2 separate regions of the Zea mays genome follow, and region 1 is linked to region 2. A link is a contact called in public Hi-C data. All regions are on one chromosome and are shown on one strand. The core of a region is the stretch at or near the end of the contact, and the rest is flanking DNA. Distances in the headings are between cores, read along the strand shown.

The links. A called contact is a pair of places that touch in the nucleus more often than the background predicts.
Region 1: a Hi-C map of endosperm shows a contact between it and region 2, with 4 times the contacts expected there. The contact joins the promoter of LOC100194025 here to the enhancer-like site in region 2. A contact is called at or near these places in 7 of 25 Hi-C or Micro-C datasets (bundle sheath, ear, endosperm and 4 more) and 1 of 3 datasets of contacts at active chromatin or transcription factors (leaf).

The regions. Positions count from the first base shown.
Region 1 is chr5:118,134,558-118,137,987 of Zm-B73-REFERENCE-NAM-5.0, forward strand. It overlaps LOC100194025 (F-box family member), which reads left to right and starts at 1,829. Exons shown (of 2, transcript NM_001139088.2): 1 at 1,829-2,073; 2 at 2,212-3,430. The coding sequence starts at 2,049.
Region 2 is chr5:118,011,441-118,014,910 of Zm-B73-REFERENCE-NAM-5.0, forward strand. No RefSeq gene overlaps it. Among protein-coding and RNA genes, the nearest start is that of LOC100283886, 26 kb to the left of the region's middle. Within about 2 kb of position 1,536, at least 20 of the 20 cell types and tissues checked have an H3K27ac peak or open chromatin away from gene starts, as enhancers often do. A contact at or near this core is called in bundle sheath, ear, endosperm and 4 more, where this site is marked.

The sequences.
Region 1 (3,430 bases), core at 579-3,078, 120 kb after region 2:
CTTGGAAAAAGTTATCCCTAGGGTGTTTGGTTCCCACCTCCTAAACTAAAGTTTAGTACTTTTAGTCGCTAAACTGGCAAACAATATGACTAAATGAGACTTTACAAATAGAAATTCTATGGACTAAAGTTTAGTACCTAAAATTTAGAAGGCTGACTAAGGGAACCAAACACCCTCATAATGCATGCACTAGTACAATGCATGCACCTTGCAACGACACCAATCATATTTGGCGATATATTGCAATGGTTATATTGCAATGGTTGTACAACACATGAGGGCACAATGGCAACACACTGTGATGGACCCTCTCTATAAAAAAATTTAAAACTAAAGTGGACCCTCCCTACAAAAAATAAGTTTAAAATTAAAGTGGACATATGACTCACATACTAGATATTAAATATTGTACTTTATCTTAGCTAAAAGTCCGAGAAAGATATTAGTTGAATATCTGACATGCCCCTTTTTTATAGCTAACTCGGTCGCTTATCCTTCTTCAGCTAGTAAGGTGGTACTACCCGAGAGCATTGTGCTACGTGTGGCTTCATGTCGTGTTGTGCTTGGACGATTTCTCATGGCCTTATGACAACACACGATGAGCGTGGATCCCAGGTTAGATTAAAAAGAAGTATAATGACTTTTTTTGCAAAAGGGGTGACAGTGGAAACCAGGTTTATAGCTAACTCGATCGTTCGTCCTACTTCATCTAGCGAGGTGGACATATGATACTATTCAGGAGTGCTGCGCTCCGTGCAGTTTTGCGTTATGTTGGGTTTTGTGTTTTCTCTTGTTTTATCTAGGAGGTAACGACACACGATGACAGTGGACCGCGAGTTAGATTAGAAAAAAAACATAAATATTTTTTAAAGGGACGACAATGAAAACTAGGAAAACTGATACTTTATAGGAGTAAAGATAGAGAAGAGAAGAAAAGAGATGTAGTCTTGATTAGTGTTTAGACTGTCTCGAGCAGATTACTTATCATATCTTCTATTATATCTCTCATTTTAAAATTTACTCTATAAATAATGTAATATATAGTGTAAAATAATGCTTTGTATGATCCAATGAAGACATCCTGTACATCTGTATCTAGTAAGGGATGAAAACAATCGGAAACAATATTTATTCGGTAATCAGTTTTTTGGTCGTTTTTCTTTGATTGCAAATAAATAGGATATAAAATCTACCATATAAATGTGTATTCTTATTTTTAACATTGAGATTGTAAAGATTTATAAAAGGTAAACCTTAAATTCATCTTATATCTTCTCAAATGATAGGTATAAATAAAATTTGGTATGGATTTAAAAACAAATTCGACAAATTTTTTATATTTTTATTGTAGGAAGTAAATAACACATAAAACAATTTATACAATATTTTATTCTTATTTATAATAATGAGCTTGATAGTATAATAAAAATCAACATAAAATTTTATGAATATTTATTTTAAAATATTAAATTTATCTAGCGGTTCTATTACCACTTTCATCTGCTTCCATCCAAACGACCCCGCTCTACGCCGTACGGCCGTACCTGTCCAGCGCGGAGGTTCAATGAATCCAGCTCGCCGCGTGCGGTGCAATGCAACTTGGCGCCACGGGTGTCGAGGGGCACGCGACGCCGAGGCCCCCGCCACGTCCCTTGGGCGCACCAAGGGACAAGGGTGCGCGCTCTCCTTTCCCCGATCCGGATTCATCCGCTCCGCCAGGCCGCGGCCACAGTGCCACACGCAAGCGGGCCAAGCTGCCAACCACCCTTTTCTCTCTCTACCCCCTATATTCCTCTCCCATCTCTTCGCCGTCTTCTTTTCCTCCCCTAGGTCGGTCTCCTCCCCTCTCCCCACCGAGGTTCCCCCTCCTTCCTTCGCTTCCTTTTTTCCCTGTCGCCGGCGGCGACAGGGTTCCGTTTTCCTTGCTCCGGCGGGCTGTAAATGCTTCCGGCCCTCTTCGGTGCCTCAGATCCGGTGGTGCTCGTTCTTCTGGTCTTGATTCGAGTGGGAGGGGAAGGGGTCGCTTCGGTGTTGGGTGACTCGGAGACATGCCTGCGCTCTACGCTTACGGAGGTGAGGGCGAAAAACATCCTCTTTATTCTTCTTTTCTTAGGAGCTCTGTCGATCGATTTGAGATTTTACGCTGGGAGGGAGGGATTACGTGTGGCATCCCGTTCTGATGGTTAATTGGTTGCTTCTTGGATGGACCAGATGACGGGTGCCTCGTCTCGGCGCCGGCTGAGCTGGCCGGACTCTTCTGCCGCGGCGCCGTGCAGCAGCGGAAGCGCACGCTAGTGGCCGCGTCCGCTGTGGCCGCCGCGGCCGCGGAGTGCGTGAGGGCGGCCAAGAAGCAGAGGCAGCTTCCGTCGCTCGACGCGCTCCCGGACGAGTGCCTCTTCGAGATCCTGCGCCGCGTGCCCGGCCGTCGCGGCGCCGCTGCCTGCGTCTCCCGCCGCTGGCTCGCGCTCCTCGGCAGCATCCGGGTCTCCGAGTTCGGCCAGGCCGCCGCGGCGGCGGACACCCCGTCGCTGCCGGACCTGAACGAGGAGTTCGTCATGGAGGAGGATAAGGAGGAGGTCCCCGCGGATCGGTGCGTTGACAGGGTCCTCGAGGGCAAGGAGGCCACCGACGTCCGCCTGGCCGCCATGGCCGTCGTCGCCGGATCCTGTGGCGGGCTGGAGAAGCTCTCCGTCCGTGGAAGCCACCCGGCCCGTGGCGTCACAGACCAAGGACTCTCGGCGGTTGCACGCGGCAGCCCCAACCTCAGCTCGCTCGCGCTCTGGGACGTGCCTCTTATCACCGACGCTGGACTTGTGGAGATCGCCGCCGGGTGCCCCTTGCTGGAGCGTCTGGATATTTCTCGATGCCCCCTCATCACAGACAAGGGCCTCGCCGCTTTTGCGCAGGGGTGCCCCGACTTGGTGTCTCTGACCATCGAGGCATGCTCTAGTGTTGGCGATGAGGGCTTGAGGGCAATTGGCCGCAGCTGCATGAAACTGCAAGCTGTGAACATCAAGAACTGTCCTCTTGTTGGTGACCAAGGCATCTCCAGCCTGGTGTGCTCTGCCACTGCTTCGCTTGCTAAGATCCGGCTCCAGGGACTGAACATAACTGATGCTTCACTTGCTGTGATTGGATACTACGGGAAGGCCATCACTGACCTTTCACTTACTCGTCTTGCTACTGTTGGTGAGAGGGGTTTCTGGGTGATGGCTAATGCTGCTGGCCTGCAGAATCTCAGGTGCATGAGTGTTACCTCTTGCCCTGGAGTCACTGATCTTGCGCTCGCTTCTATTGCCAAGTTCTGCCCAAGCTTGAAGAAGCTTTACCTGAGGAAGTGCGGACATGTGTCGGATGCTGGCCTTAAGGCCTTCACAGAATCAGCAAAGGTGTTTGAGAACTTACAGCTTGAGGAATGCAACCGTGTTAC
Region 2 (3,470 bases), core at 286-2,785:
CGGTTGCTTAGGGTATGTGTCCATCGGCATCCCATAAAGGGGTTGTGACTGGTCGTGACAACCTGTAGCCGATGTGTTACACGCGTTATCTCCTAACTCAACCTCGTGCGAAGGAAAATTTGCGGTACTAGATTTATCAAATGCACGTACTAGTCTCTTAAGATCGCTTTGCATACCCCCTATGATGTTCTGCATTTGTTCACGTTGATCTTCTACATAATTTCTAAGAGATTGCAGATCGTTGGTATTACTTACATTGGGGATATCTGGCGTGGGTTGGAGCGAAGCCGGATCCGTCGCCCGATGTCGGACGACCTTGTTGTTCCTGTCCACTTTGAAGTTGGCCAAGAACTTCGCTTTCGCCTCCTGGATCATCCGCTCCTTGTGCTCTTCGAACTGGAGCTGCTCATCAGCCGGCAAGGTTTCCCAAGTCAGCTCTATGATGTTGCTTGGAGAAATATCAGAGCTTTCCCTTGAACCGGCCATTGAGGGCCGATTTGATGGGCTTAGATGTTTTGTCCCCAGCGGAGTCGCCAAAAGTATGTTGACGCCTTTTCGGAGCGCCAAACACTCAACAAGAACCGTGGCAGTGCCCTCTGCACAGGGGCGGACGGTCCGCGCGCAGGGGCCGGACGGTCCGCGGCCTGGTGCGAGGCGCGGTGGTGCTCTCTGCGCAAGGGCGGACTGTCCGCGGCCTGGTGCGCTGCTGGTACTTCTGCCTGACGGCCGGACGGTCCGCGCCCTGGGGCCGGACGGTCCGCACGTACGCAGGGACGGCGGAAGATCGCCGACGGCGCCTGGATCTCGCTCCCGGGAGGGACCCCGTCGGGGAGTAGAGATCCTAGGTGGTGTCTAGGCTCGGGCAGGCCGACCTAGACTCCTCTAATCGACGTAGAGTCGAGGAGAGACGGAGAATTTGGGGATCGAGTGGCTAAACCTAAACTAGACTAGAACTACTCCTAGGATAAAATGCGAATAAAAATTGTATTGATTCGATTGTTGATGATTACAAATCGGTCGTAGACCTCTCTATTTATAGAGGAGGGGGGCTGGACCATTTACACAACTGATTCCGAGCTAATCCCGCGAATATAGCTAACAACCGTAGCACAAAACTCGGAACCCTAATCTGTTCTGCGCACGCGCGGACCGTCTGGCCCACAGACGCGGACCGTCCGGACCGCGGACCGTCCGGCCTCAGGGCCGGACAGTCCGGCGCTCAATTCTGGTTCGAACACCACGCGATCGGCCGGTGGCTACCCCGGTGGGGTCCGGCGACCCCGGCCGGTGGCTGCGCCTTCACGCGCGCGAGACAATTTTCCCCGCCGCGTGCTACCCCGGGTGGGGTCCGGCGACTCTGGCCGGTGGCTGTGCCTTCACGCGCGCGAGACACGCGATGGAACGGAACGGAATCCTCGGGAAATCAAATCATCATCGCAGAAAGGAAATCTAGAAAGAGGGACTGCATCTGAGGAAGGGGGGCAGGCTGGTGCGTGCAGCGTGCCCGACAGCGACGCGTGCGCGGACGCGTGATCCAGGGCGCGCCGCGTAGGCGTCGGAGCGACCGGCCCTGCACGGGCGGCCCACACCCCCCGCGCCGATGCCCTTTGCTCTGCGTCTCTGGCTCTCTGCCCTTCCTGGCTTCCTACTAGTACTGGAAAACGGAACGACCGCGACGGCGAAAGGAGAGTGGCGACGGCCGGCCAACACCGCAACGGCATCGGCATGTGCGCCCCATCAACTCTGGCGCGCACCGAGCAAGCAACTGGCCGCGTGCGTGCGCACGGTATGGGAACGGGGTGGCGGCGGCGGGGCGGCCGTTTGCCCGCTCCCCCTCTCGGTTGTTCGGTCGTCCCATCCCTTCGAGCGGCCGGCCGTGCGCACAGGATCAGCTGTGCGTGCTGTGCCGTGTGCACCGACCCACCCTCTCTCTCTCTCCCCCGAATCAGCCCGTACGCTGGACACGGCGACGCCAGCAGAGGCGGGGCATCGAATCGGCTCCGGCAGATGCCGCTCCCTTCCATTCCAGCCTCTCGGACGCCCACGCCCATGTGCGGGGATCAGGACGGCCACCCGAAGAATCCCGAACGCCGAACCTGACAGATCTCCTCTCCAAAGCAAAAGCAGGCACGGGCATGGCCAGGTGCGCTTCACTCGGTTCCGCGCGATCATGGTTCACGATGATGATGACGATTCCGAATGCGGATGATGCCATCTAGCAGCTGGAAACTTCCTGCCGTTTCAGTCGGTCACCGATTACTTCATCGTCGTTAAACAAGTGTTTTCGGGAGCAAATCACGCATCGACCCGGTCGCCGAGAAGCCACGCCTGCTTAAAATGCAATTAGCACGGCGCAAGTGGGGCGTTTTGTTAGGACAAAACTGGTGAAAGAATACTCCAGTCCTGCCGCTGCTTCCTCTCTATTTTAAATTGTAAATTATTTTTATCTTTTTTTTTTAAAAATATGTTTCTTTTTTGCTATATACTTCATTTACACTATAAATATTAATTAGTATTTTATATATACTATCCTTAGCTAGATTTACATTAATGGAGTGACTCATCGAGAAGCGCATGAATGACATTATTCTAGGGACCCAGCTAGGAGAGAGTAATATAACAACTAAATACAAAGAGTAGGCGGAGGTCCACGTGGAAGGGTGCCCCAACGTTGTAGATCAACAGCGACAAATGGAGCTTATCTCCACTAATCACTTAGGGTCTCTTTGGTTCCTTAGTACATGGGCTAAATTTTAGTCGAGGGACTAAAACTTAGTCGCTACTGTGTTTTGTTGCGGTAACTACAAGTATTCAATCAAAACGTATTAAATTAATATGATTTATAAGAAGACTAAAATGTTTCTTAACATTCTTTCACCATCAGTGCAACTGAAATAAATTAGAGGCAAAAGATAGAATTAATATAGTTTACCTCTTTTAGGTTACCATTTAAGGGACTAGCGATAAAAACAGTTTAGTCTCTATTTTAATCCTACTGTTTGACTATTTATACACTAAATGAAACTAGAATGGATGGCCTTTAGTCACTCAAACCAAACAAGGTCTCAGTAATAATCAAACCAAGGACGATATAAAAGTGCAAATCATTGATCCACTAGGCCATTAGACGAACCCCCACTATCTCTTAAACAAAGCAGTTAATGCGGCACGCACGTTTAAGGCGGATGAGAGGGAGACGAGGGGGCTAGGTTCGCTGCACGCGCGGAGGCTAGGCCTGTGTGTGTGTGACGAAGCAAGAGTGACGCTAAGGGAGGCAAAGCGTTTTGCACGAGATCTTCTGGTACCAAAACTAAACGCTTCTGTTGTTCAACTTCTATGAATTTCCATTCCTGAATTCGTCAAAGAAAAAGGAGTTCCTATATATCCTCTCATTTTTCATATATATTTCTCGCTTCACTTAAGCGGAGATGCGCGCCAAAATCCTTCCCCTCCCGCGTCACCTTCTGTGT